Linked DNA regions of Gossypium hirsutum: all the other regions are linked to region 3. The links are chromatin contacts, called in public Hi-C maps. All regions are on one chromosome and are shown on one strand. Each heading gives the region's core, a stretch centred on a gene start, on an enhancer-like site or on the middle of the called end of the contact. The rest is flanking DNA. Distances are from core to core; before and after follow the strand shown. Region 1 holds the start of LOC107951345 (biotin carboxylase 1, chloroplastic). Region 2 holds the start of LOC107951094 (pyrophosphate--fructose 6-phosphate 1-phosphotransferase subunit alpha). Region 3 holds the start of LOC107951287 (phosphatidylinositol-3-phosphatase SAC1).

Region 1 (2,904 bases), core at 213-2,712, 320 kb after region 3:
TGCATACAAAGTTTCTAAATCCTTGATTAAGCTACTTTGTATCGTGTTCTAGAAATTTACTAGCAAAATCCCGAATTATTGCATCACATAATCAGAAAAGGAACCCAGTCGAAAATCATGAACTTGCACCCAGAAATCAGCATACACCAACGATACTAAATTCGGATCTTTGCCATCTTTTAGTCTATGAAGCAAAAGGAGATGGTTATTGAAAGGCTATGGCGTTCCACTCATCATCCGTTCCATATCTACCTCATAAAAGAATCAGAAAACATAATGTTTCTCACCTAGGTCAGATATCTGAATTCCCCCCAACAAGTGCCATAAATTAGCCATCGTATTCTTCATTGTAGGAAAGTGAACCACACTCGTTACGAGGTAGAATGCAACTAAGCACAATTCGTATAACAATCTTTGTGGTCTAGCCTCCGTTGCAAATTGCATGCCTTCATCCTTTTCCTTGTCAAGGCTTAAATTTGCCAACTCATTCTCCATTTGTGACATATCTACCGTGCTTCAGCAATTTCAGCTATTCCCATTTATAATCGAGATTTTGATCTTAACAAAATCAGTTTTTATAACCGCTACTCAAAGTATCTTCTTTTTTATAGAAAACTTCCTTGTTCGCCGAAAGAAATATTATCACGAGTAGAAACCCAATCGTAAAACCCTAGACATTGCTAGATGAAATTGTGCTACTTTGAGAGCAGACTTGAGTAATTAACTATTCATGGCTTTTTTTTTGGTAGAATAAAGAAAAGAATTAATTCTAATTTTTAGAAAGTTAAATGGAATATATAATATATTTAAAATTTTATAAAAATCATATGAAAGATATGAATATATTTATAAAATTATAATATAAATTATTATAAAATTAATATAAGAATATTTTAATAAAGGGTGAATTATATTATTAGTCACAAATTATGGATAAGTTTTCGTTTTGGTCACTTAACTAAACAAATTTACAATTTGGTCACTAAACTATTCAAATGTTTGAATTAAGTCGTTAAATTATTCAAAAGTTTTTATTTAAGTCATTAGATTATTAATTTTTTTTAAAGTTCCACTAGCGAGCTTCAAACAACGATTCAATGATCGACATGGTGAATCGGTACTCTTTAACGAGTAGAACATATTTTAGATCCAAGTTGATTTGATGGTCAGTGGTGGAGATTAGAGAAAAAACATTTTGAATTTTAATTTACAAATTTGTATCATTCAAATCTATTTCATGAAAATATTTAAATAAAAAAATATTAATATAAACATTACAAACAAATAAAGTAATGTATCATTAATTTTAATAATTTAATTACTTAAATAAAAATTTTTAAATACAAAACTTTTAATAAATATAGCGACAGCTGAGACAAATTTAAGTAAAGCCAACTATGACCCTGACCCGTAAATCTTAATAAAAAGGTCCAACCTGCCCGACGATTTTCAAAAGTAAAAGAAAAAAAGAAAAAGAAAAAAACTTGTTATGGGCATGAGTCGAGCTGTTTTTCCTTTTTCCGGCCCTAATCGAAATAGTGCTAAGTGGGTGCTGACAATTGTGAGATACAAACGTGGAATGAAAACATTGGAGGAATGGACCCAACAGTAGAGATAGAACCATAGGGAAAGGTCTATGACTGCTAATAGATGGAGCCGGGCTTATATGCCTGATGAGTGACAACCCCAACCATTTAGGCGGAGCATTCAATAAATCACTTGCCTCGTTTCCATCGACAACTTCTCTATATCTCTCTCTTCTCTCTATTTCCCCATCTCCCTGTCTCACTACATTGCTCTGATTCTTGTTCACGTCAAGCTTGGTATCTTTCTTTCTTTCTTTAAATTGTGTTTCATTAGATCTATCTGGTTTTTATTTATTTATTTATTTATGCTTAGACAGGTAGCACTGAAGCTTTGGCTTAAATGGGTATTTGCTATTGTAGGCATTTTCTGTTTTTCTCAATGGCAATGGATGCTTCACTGACTATGTGCAAATCGGTCACATCACCTCCTGTAAGTCTCCCTTCTCTTTTCGCATCATAATTTTTTCTTTGTTCCTTCTGCTGGATGCTAGATTCTTTCTTCTATACAGTTTTAGAAATTGGGTATAGATTCCTAGATTGAATTCCGGCAATGCTCCGATGTTTTCTAGTTTCCTAGGACGAAATCTTCCAAAGCTCCGATGCCCCGTTAAATGCTTATTGTGATTTTACGTATGGGTAATTCCTCAATCCCTTTGCTCCCAACAACATATTTTCTTTATCTGGTGGTAAAAAAGAGCATGCTCTTTTGGGGAGATGCTATTTTACACTCGCTATCGAATCGCAAGTATCTAACGTATTCATATCTAATGATTTTCCACAAAGTGCTAATGAAACTTATCAATCACATGCATTAAATCCTAAGAGCTATTTGATCGATTGCAGACATCTCTACGATGCCTCTAATAGAGGGATAAACTTTAAACATATCGTTAATCAAAGTTACGAGTTACTTTATTATGATATATAGCTAATATCATGGATTCTCCTATTGAAGGGCTTATTCTTGGGGAGAAGTAGAGTTATTAGGAGTTCCCAGTGTACCTTTATGGTGGGAAGCAGGATCAACTTTCCTAGGCAGAAAGCTCAGTCAACCCAAGTTAAATGTAAATCTAGCAGGTGTGGAGTAGCTCTTGGTGCTAAATGCCGTGCTGAGAAAATTTTGGTGGCAAATAGAGGAGAAATTGCTGTTCGTGTTATCCGAACAGCTCATGAGATGGGAATACCATGTGTTGCTGTTTACTCTACAATTGATAAGGATGCACTTCATGTGAAGCTGGCTGATGAATCAGTTTGCATAGGCGAAGCACCAAGCAGTCAATCGTAAGTAGTCATATCTTGAGCATCTATGGTTTCCTTG
Region 2 (2,957 bases), core at 228-2,727, 280 kb before region 3:
AAAAATACACATTGATTTGAACTTTATAGTTTTCATTTTACTATTTCAATCAAAGTTTGTTTTTCACCGACATCTTGGGCATTTTACGTGTGTCCTCTCATATAATTGTATCATGTATGTGTTTTGTGGCATTGACTGTATAACACCATTTAAACTGAGCGCTGCTTACCCAAAAAGCCCAGCAAAGTGCTATTAGGGTTGTGGATTTTGAGAGCTTTGTGGAGGCCCCATACGACGTTATGGCCACCAGGGGATTGTCTCCCACAAAAGACAAGTCCAACCCTGTTATTCGAGAAGATCTGGTCATTAGACAAATAAAAATACACTTGCATACATAAATACATACATACAGAAGCATACGACCATGAATAAATGCCAATAATTCCACAGAAAGGTTAAAGGATGGAGAATTATTGCGATGAAAATGAACCAAAAGAAAAAAGTAAAGAAACAATATCATGAAGTGTGATATAACAAGCACCTAATAGCTGGATGCTCAGTTATAATCTGAGCATCAGGTACTTTGGCAGTTGCCCTGAGAAAGTGAGCCAAGGGCTTGCCATAAGTGTGAGGAAAAGCTCGGGCTATGGTATGAGCATCAGCCGGGTCTAAAGATGTAGTGGTATCACCAAACTCAACCCTGACAGTAGTTCCCTGAAGAAACGTGAAAACTAATTGTTAATAAGAAAAATGCCCGCAATCAAGTATCTAGTGTAGTCTACAGCCGCGTAACAGCAGGTCAAATCTAAACACCGTACATGCAGAAGCAAAAGATCATAAAAATCAGAAGAGATGTATGAATCGTGATTAGCATTAAGCAATAGCAATAATCGTGTGAAAGCAGAGATTAAATTGAATAGATCTAAGAAAAGCCAAAAATAGAAACTTAATTTTAAAAAAATAAGCAAACGCGAAAATCTTGAGATGAACGATTACAAATTAAAAAGAAAAAGAAAAAGAAAACATGAGATTCAGATGCAGAAAGTGAAGAGAAAGAAGGGAGCGACCTCGAGGCAAGGAGGGAGCTGTGGTTGGTATTGAGATCGGAGTTTCTGAAGATCAGAAAGTTCTCTGGGAATGCCATAATCAGAATCCATTCTTTTTGCTTCTCGGTTGCTTGGTTGGTTGATTGGTTTTGGGTGACTTAATCCAAATCTAGTTGGTAGTTGTTGATTGTTGAGGTTTCTTGATCTTGGTAGGTAAAGAGTAGAATGAGAAGATGGATGGTAGATGGTTGCTGCGGCGGGGTGTTTGGTATGGGGAGTAGTCTGTAGTGGAAGTGATGTGCTTTTTATATCTCACTCTCGGACTGCTGAGTCGTAATACTGCTCCTATGGGCGATACAACCGAACCAAATTTTTTACCTTTTTTCTTTTGCCCTGCGTCTTTCCTTTCAAAATATACACCCTTCCATTTTCTATTATTACGCTACTGCCACCCCTTCTCATTCCCCGTTTACAAATTACATAGTGAATATCTGAATATTAGATCCCAGAGGTGGATACTCTGGTTTTGATAAAAATATATTAGATCACACCAAATTAAAATTAAAAATTTTATTAAATATGTAAGGGTGGAAATAATATATTTAAAATATTAATTTTTAAAAAAATAACACGTAATAAATATTGAAATATATTATTTGAATTAATTATCAATAATAACACATGGAATATGTATTATATTAAAATTTTAGATTAAATTATAAAATCAAATTTAAACACTTGAATATATCATATTAATATTACTAAATGAATGCAATTATTTATCATGATATTGTCATCAATCCTAAGTTGGTGTCGAGTTAATTTGTGACATCATTTCAATCAACAACATTATTAATATTAGAAATCCTATCACACAAGCAGTGGTGGAGCTAGAAAATTTTTTGGCGGCAGAATTAAATTGTATATTTTTATGATAGTAAAAATGCAATTTCACCATTTTGATAGTCTATATCTTTATAATTTTTAAAGGATTAAATCACTTTTTTATCATTTTAGGGGGCTGAAGTACAATTTTACCATTACTAATTTAGAATTTTATAAATTATAAATGGCCTAAATGAAAATTTTTCATTTTAGGGGGCCAGGGCCCCTGCCAGCCCCCATTAGCTCCGCCACTGCACACATGTATGGAAATCACAAATTTATATTACAAATGTGTCTTTAAAAATAATATAAAATAAGCAATAAAATGTATAGTTTAGAACTAATGATGTGATCTCAATCGCATCATGTTGTGGCACCACTCGTTGCTATCATGATTGGCCTAAACACGAGGGCCCCAAGTGCAAGATGAAGCTCAATCTCAGCTCAACAAGCTCAATCTTAGTTTTTCCCAGCTCGATTTAGCTCACATGAGCTTAATTTAGCTCGTTTGAGCTCAATTTAGCTTACTTTAGCTCGTTTGAGCTTGGCTTAAGTTTATTTCAACTCATTTATTTTAATGTCTGAATAAATTAAGTAATTTATTAATTTAGCTTAAATTACTACAGCTCATAATTATGTTTTGACTTATTACATGTTTTAAATGTGTCTTGGCCGAATTTAATGTCTTGTTAAGACTTTATTAAATTTGTCTAATTTAATTTATGTTTAATTAGTGTGTCTAAATTATATTAATGTTTGTTCAGCTGAATTTTATGTGATTTAATTTTGGTTCATGTGTTTTTGTAGGTGAGTTGAATTTGGAGAGTAATTAAACAAGGTTCATGCATGATAGGTTCAATGTATGGGACGGTGCATGTAAGGCCTCTTTCAATGAATGGTGGCTGATCCATTTGGCTCCCCAAGGCACCTATTTGGCCAAAAGGTGTCCAGCAACTTAAAGCACAAGCTTGGCCGATCGTATTCCCAAGGCAGCATCTAAGCCATTCACACCTCAATTTGACCAATCAGCTCCTATACATGTATGGGTGGATTCATGAACGTCCAAAGGGAGGGAATATTACCTTA
Region 3 (2,796 bases), core at 215-2,714:
TATGTTATAAAATGTTAATGAATACATATATATATAATTTTATGTACTATATTAAGATTATAAATATTATGTTTTGGTATGAAAATTAGATTTGATTTGAATGAAGTAATTGAATTGATTGGGATATCATATGAGAAAGAATATGGTTGTTAGATAATTATGTAATGTTCATATTTGATTCCAAATATCAGGTAATGCTCCGTAACCCTATTCCGGCTACGGATATGGGTTAGGGGTTGTTACACATTGTGATTGAATATTAATGGTTCTAATTTGGGTGCAAAATTTATAACCCAAAATTGTATGTTTGTTAATGTGATAAGTCCGGTAATGCCTCGTACCCTCTTTCAGCGTTGAATACGGGTAAAGGGTGTTACATCTCGTTCCACTGAGAGGCTGAGTATAGGGGTTTAACTTATGCTACTGCTGAGATTATCTGGTTGGAATCATCGTTGGTTGAGTTAAAGGTTAGAATTAAAGGCCAAACTGTTGTGGGTGTGATAATTCAAGTGCAGTGGTTGTTTTAGCCAATCCAGTAATGCATTCCAAGTTCAAATATGTAGAATTGGACTTATTCTTTGTTAAAGAGAAAGTGAAAACAAGCAAATTGATGGTTGATCATGTTCCAATACAGGATCAGATTGGAGATGAGCTTACCAAACCTTTATTCGCACCTTTTTTCAACAAGTTTAGGTTTAGCTTTGGTGTTGTTAGCAAGTATAAACAAAAACAAGAAGAAGAAGAAGTCACTAGGAGGACCAGTAAATGTTGTAGTTGCTAGTTAGGTAAATTAGGTAATTCTGTTAGCAGTTGCTATTAGTTAAGTCAGTTAGTTCAATGTAATCTGTTTCAATTTCAGTTAATTTATCGGCTAAGAATCGGTTAGGATGATTGTTAGACTGAGTTTCTTGGTTGGTTCATTAGCTATTCTCTTGTATAAATGTGAGGCTTAATCCTATTGAGATTATTAGAGCTTTTGATATAAAATAAGTACTCTCTTTCCCCCCCTTTTTTTTTGTTTTCTTTGTGTATTTAAACACCTAATCTATTATTATAATATTTATATTTTAAAAATATTTTTAAAAATATTTTTATTTAAATTTAGTCTAATATTAATTATCTTATTTTTAAAATTAAACTTAGATATTATTATATTTTAGTTTCATAACCATATTATTAATAACACGTTAAAAAATTTACGAAAATTTATAAGAAATAATCAAATATAATTTAATTATTGCATACAATTAATATATGCATCGTAAATAAAAAAGCTATTATATGCATACAAATAAAAGATAACAAGTTATATTTCCATTAATTATTTAACTGTAGATAATTAAAAATAACATAATCGAATAGTTAAATAATTATTTTATAACAAAAGAAAATTTAATAATAGTTAAAAGACTCTCTGTATAATTTACTCTATATTTGTAAGTTACTTCAATGACACCACGCGGCCGGCGCCAACACAGTGGGTTAGGAATCGAATAGGCAAAGACTATATAGCCAAAGCCAACTCAGTTAAGAGTCCCAGAAATCCAAAAATGTTTTAATCGTCAAAGAAAACTAACTAGAAAACCAAAACCAAATGTCCAAGACATAACGCATAAATTGAATTGAGTCCCAAAATTTTACCACCAAAATGGCAAAATTGGAGAATTTGAAAACCAATTTGTCTCTTCCATACGCTAAGATCCATCCTTCCATTGATCCGGAGGCCGATCCCAATTCCTATTCTCTTGAAAAGTTCCGGCTTTACGAAACCCGAGCGGTAACAGTCCTTTCTTTTCTGTGTTTGTTCTCATGGCAAAATCATACAGTTCTCTTAATTTTAGCAACAAGGAAGAGAATGCTCTAAATTATTATTTTTTGTTCATTTTTGCATAAGGTTAGTTGCTGTGTAATTGTTCTTGAATTGGTATCCTTTTAAGATAAAAAGATGGAAAAAAGTGGAAATTAGGGTTTTGTATTCGATTCTCAAGTTTTCTGCTTACTGCGGGAGAAAAAAGGAGAAATTTCGAGCAGAAGAAACTAAAATCACAATATTAAAAAAAAAGTGAAAGAAGTAAAGAATTTCTCTTAAATCTGAAGCGACTAAAATTGATTATCAAGGAATCTTGAGGCTGCTGTTTGGTCGCTCTGAAAATTGCAATCTGGGTAGTTAGATTACTTTTATGTATGATTTTAATCTTGTTTTGTTCAGGATTGAGTTTTTTTTTTCTGGTTTCTTTAAACAGAGGTATTATTTAATTGGGAGTGATAGGAACAAGAAATTCTTTCGGGTCTTGAAAATTGATAGATCTGAACGATCTGATCTTAATATCAGTGAAGACCCAGTGGTTTATTCACCACAAGAGATCAAAAACTTGCTTCAGCGGATTGCCGAAGGAAATCGTGCCACTGGGGGCTTAAACTTTGTGGCAAAAGTTTTCGGGATTGTGGGTTAGTGACAATTTACTCTCTCTTGTTTTGTTTTTGAGGTATTGAAGGAATTGTTTCTATTAAACTCAGTACTACGTGTCGGAATCTTTTTAGGTTGCATCAAGTTTTTGGAATCATACTACTTGATTCTGGTTACAAAGCGACAGCAAATTGGTAGTATATGTGGTCATGCAATATATAGCATAGATGAGAGTCAGTTGATCACAGTTCCTCATGTTTCTGTTCAATCCGACATAGCGCATTCTAAAACTGAGCTGAGGTATCTCCTTTACTTTGCAAGCTTCATAATTAGTTTTAGGATTTGGTGAAAACCTCTGGATCTTATTTATTTCTTTTTTTTTTTTTAAT

What was found. Hi-C and Micro-C count contacts between places; a contact is called where the count stands out from the background.
Region 1: a contact with region 3 is called in a Hi-C map of leaf, with 2.1 times the contacts expected there. The contact joins the promoter of LOC107951345 here to the promoter of LOC107951287 in region 3. A contact is called at or near these places in 5 of 34 Hi-C or Micro-C datasets (callus, hypocotyl, leaf and 1 more).
Region 2: a Hi-C map of leaf shows a contact between it and region 3, with 2.4 times the contacts expected there. The contact joins the promoter of LOC107951094 here to the promoter of LOC107951287 in region 3. A contact is called at or near these places in 6 of 34 Hi-C or Micro-C datasets (hypocotyl and leaf).

What each region holds. Positions count from the first base shown.
Region 1 is chrA02:35,533,849-35,536,752 of Gossypium_hirsutum_v2.1, forward strand. LOC107951345 (biotin carboxylase 1, chloroplastic) reads left to right here and starts at 1,463. Exons shown (of 17, transcript XM_016886357.2): 1 at 1,463-1,823; 2 at 1,947-2,016; 3 at 2,542-2,867. The coding sequence starts at 1,966.
Region 2 is chrA02:34,933,446-34,936,402 of Gossypium_hirsutum_v2.1, forward strand. It overlaps LOC107951094 (pyrophosphate--fructose 6-phosphate 1-phosphotransferase subunit alpha), which reads right to left and starts at 1,478. Exons shown (of 18, transcript XM_016886012.2): 1 at 1,008-1,478; 2 at 482-654; 3 at 170-282. The coding sequence starts at 1,097.
Region 3 is chrA02:35,210,010-35,212,805 of Gossypium_hirsutum_v2.1, forward strand. LOC107951287 (phosphatidylinositol-3-phosphatase SAC1) reads left to right here and starts at 1,465. Exons shown (of 16, transcript XM_016886282.2): 1 at 1,465-1,777; 2 at 2,244-2,448; 3 at 2,542-2,707. The coding sequence starts at 1,649.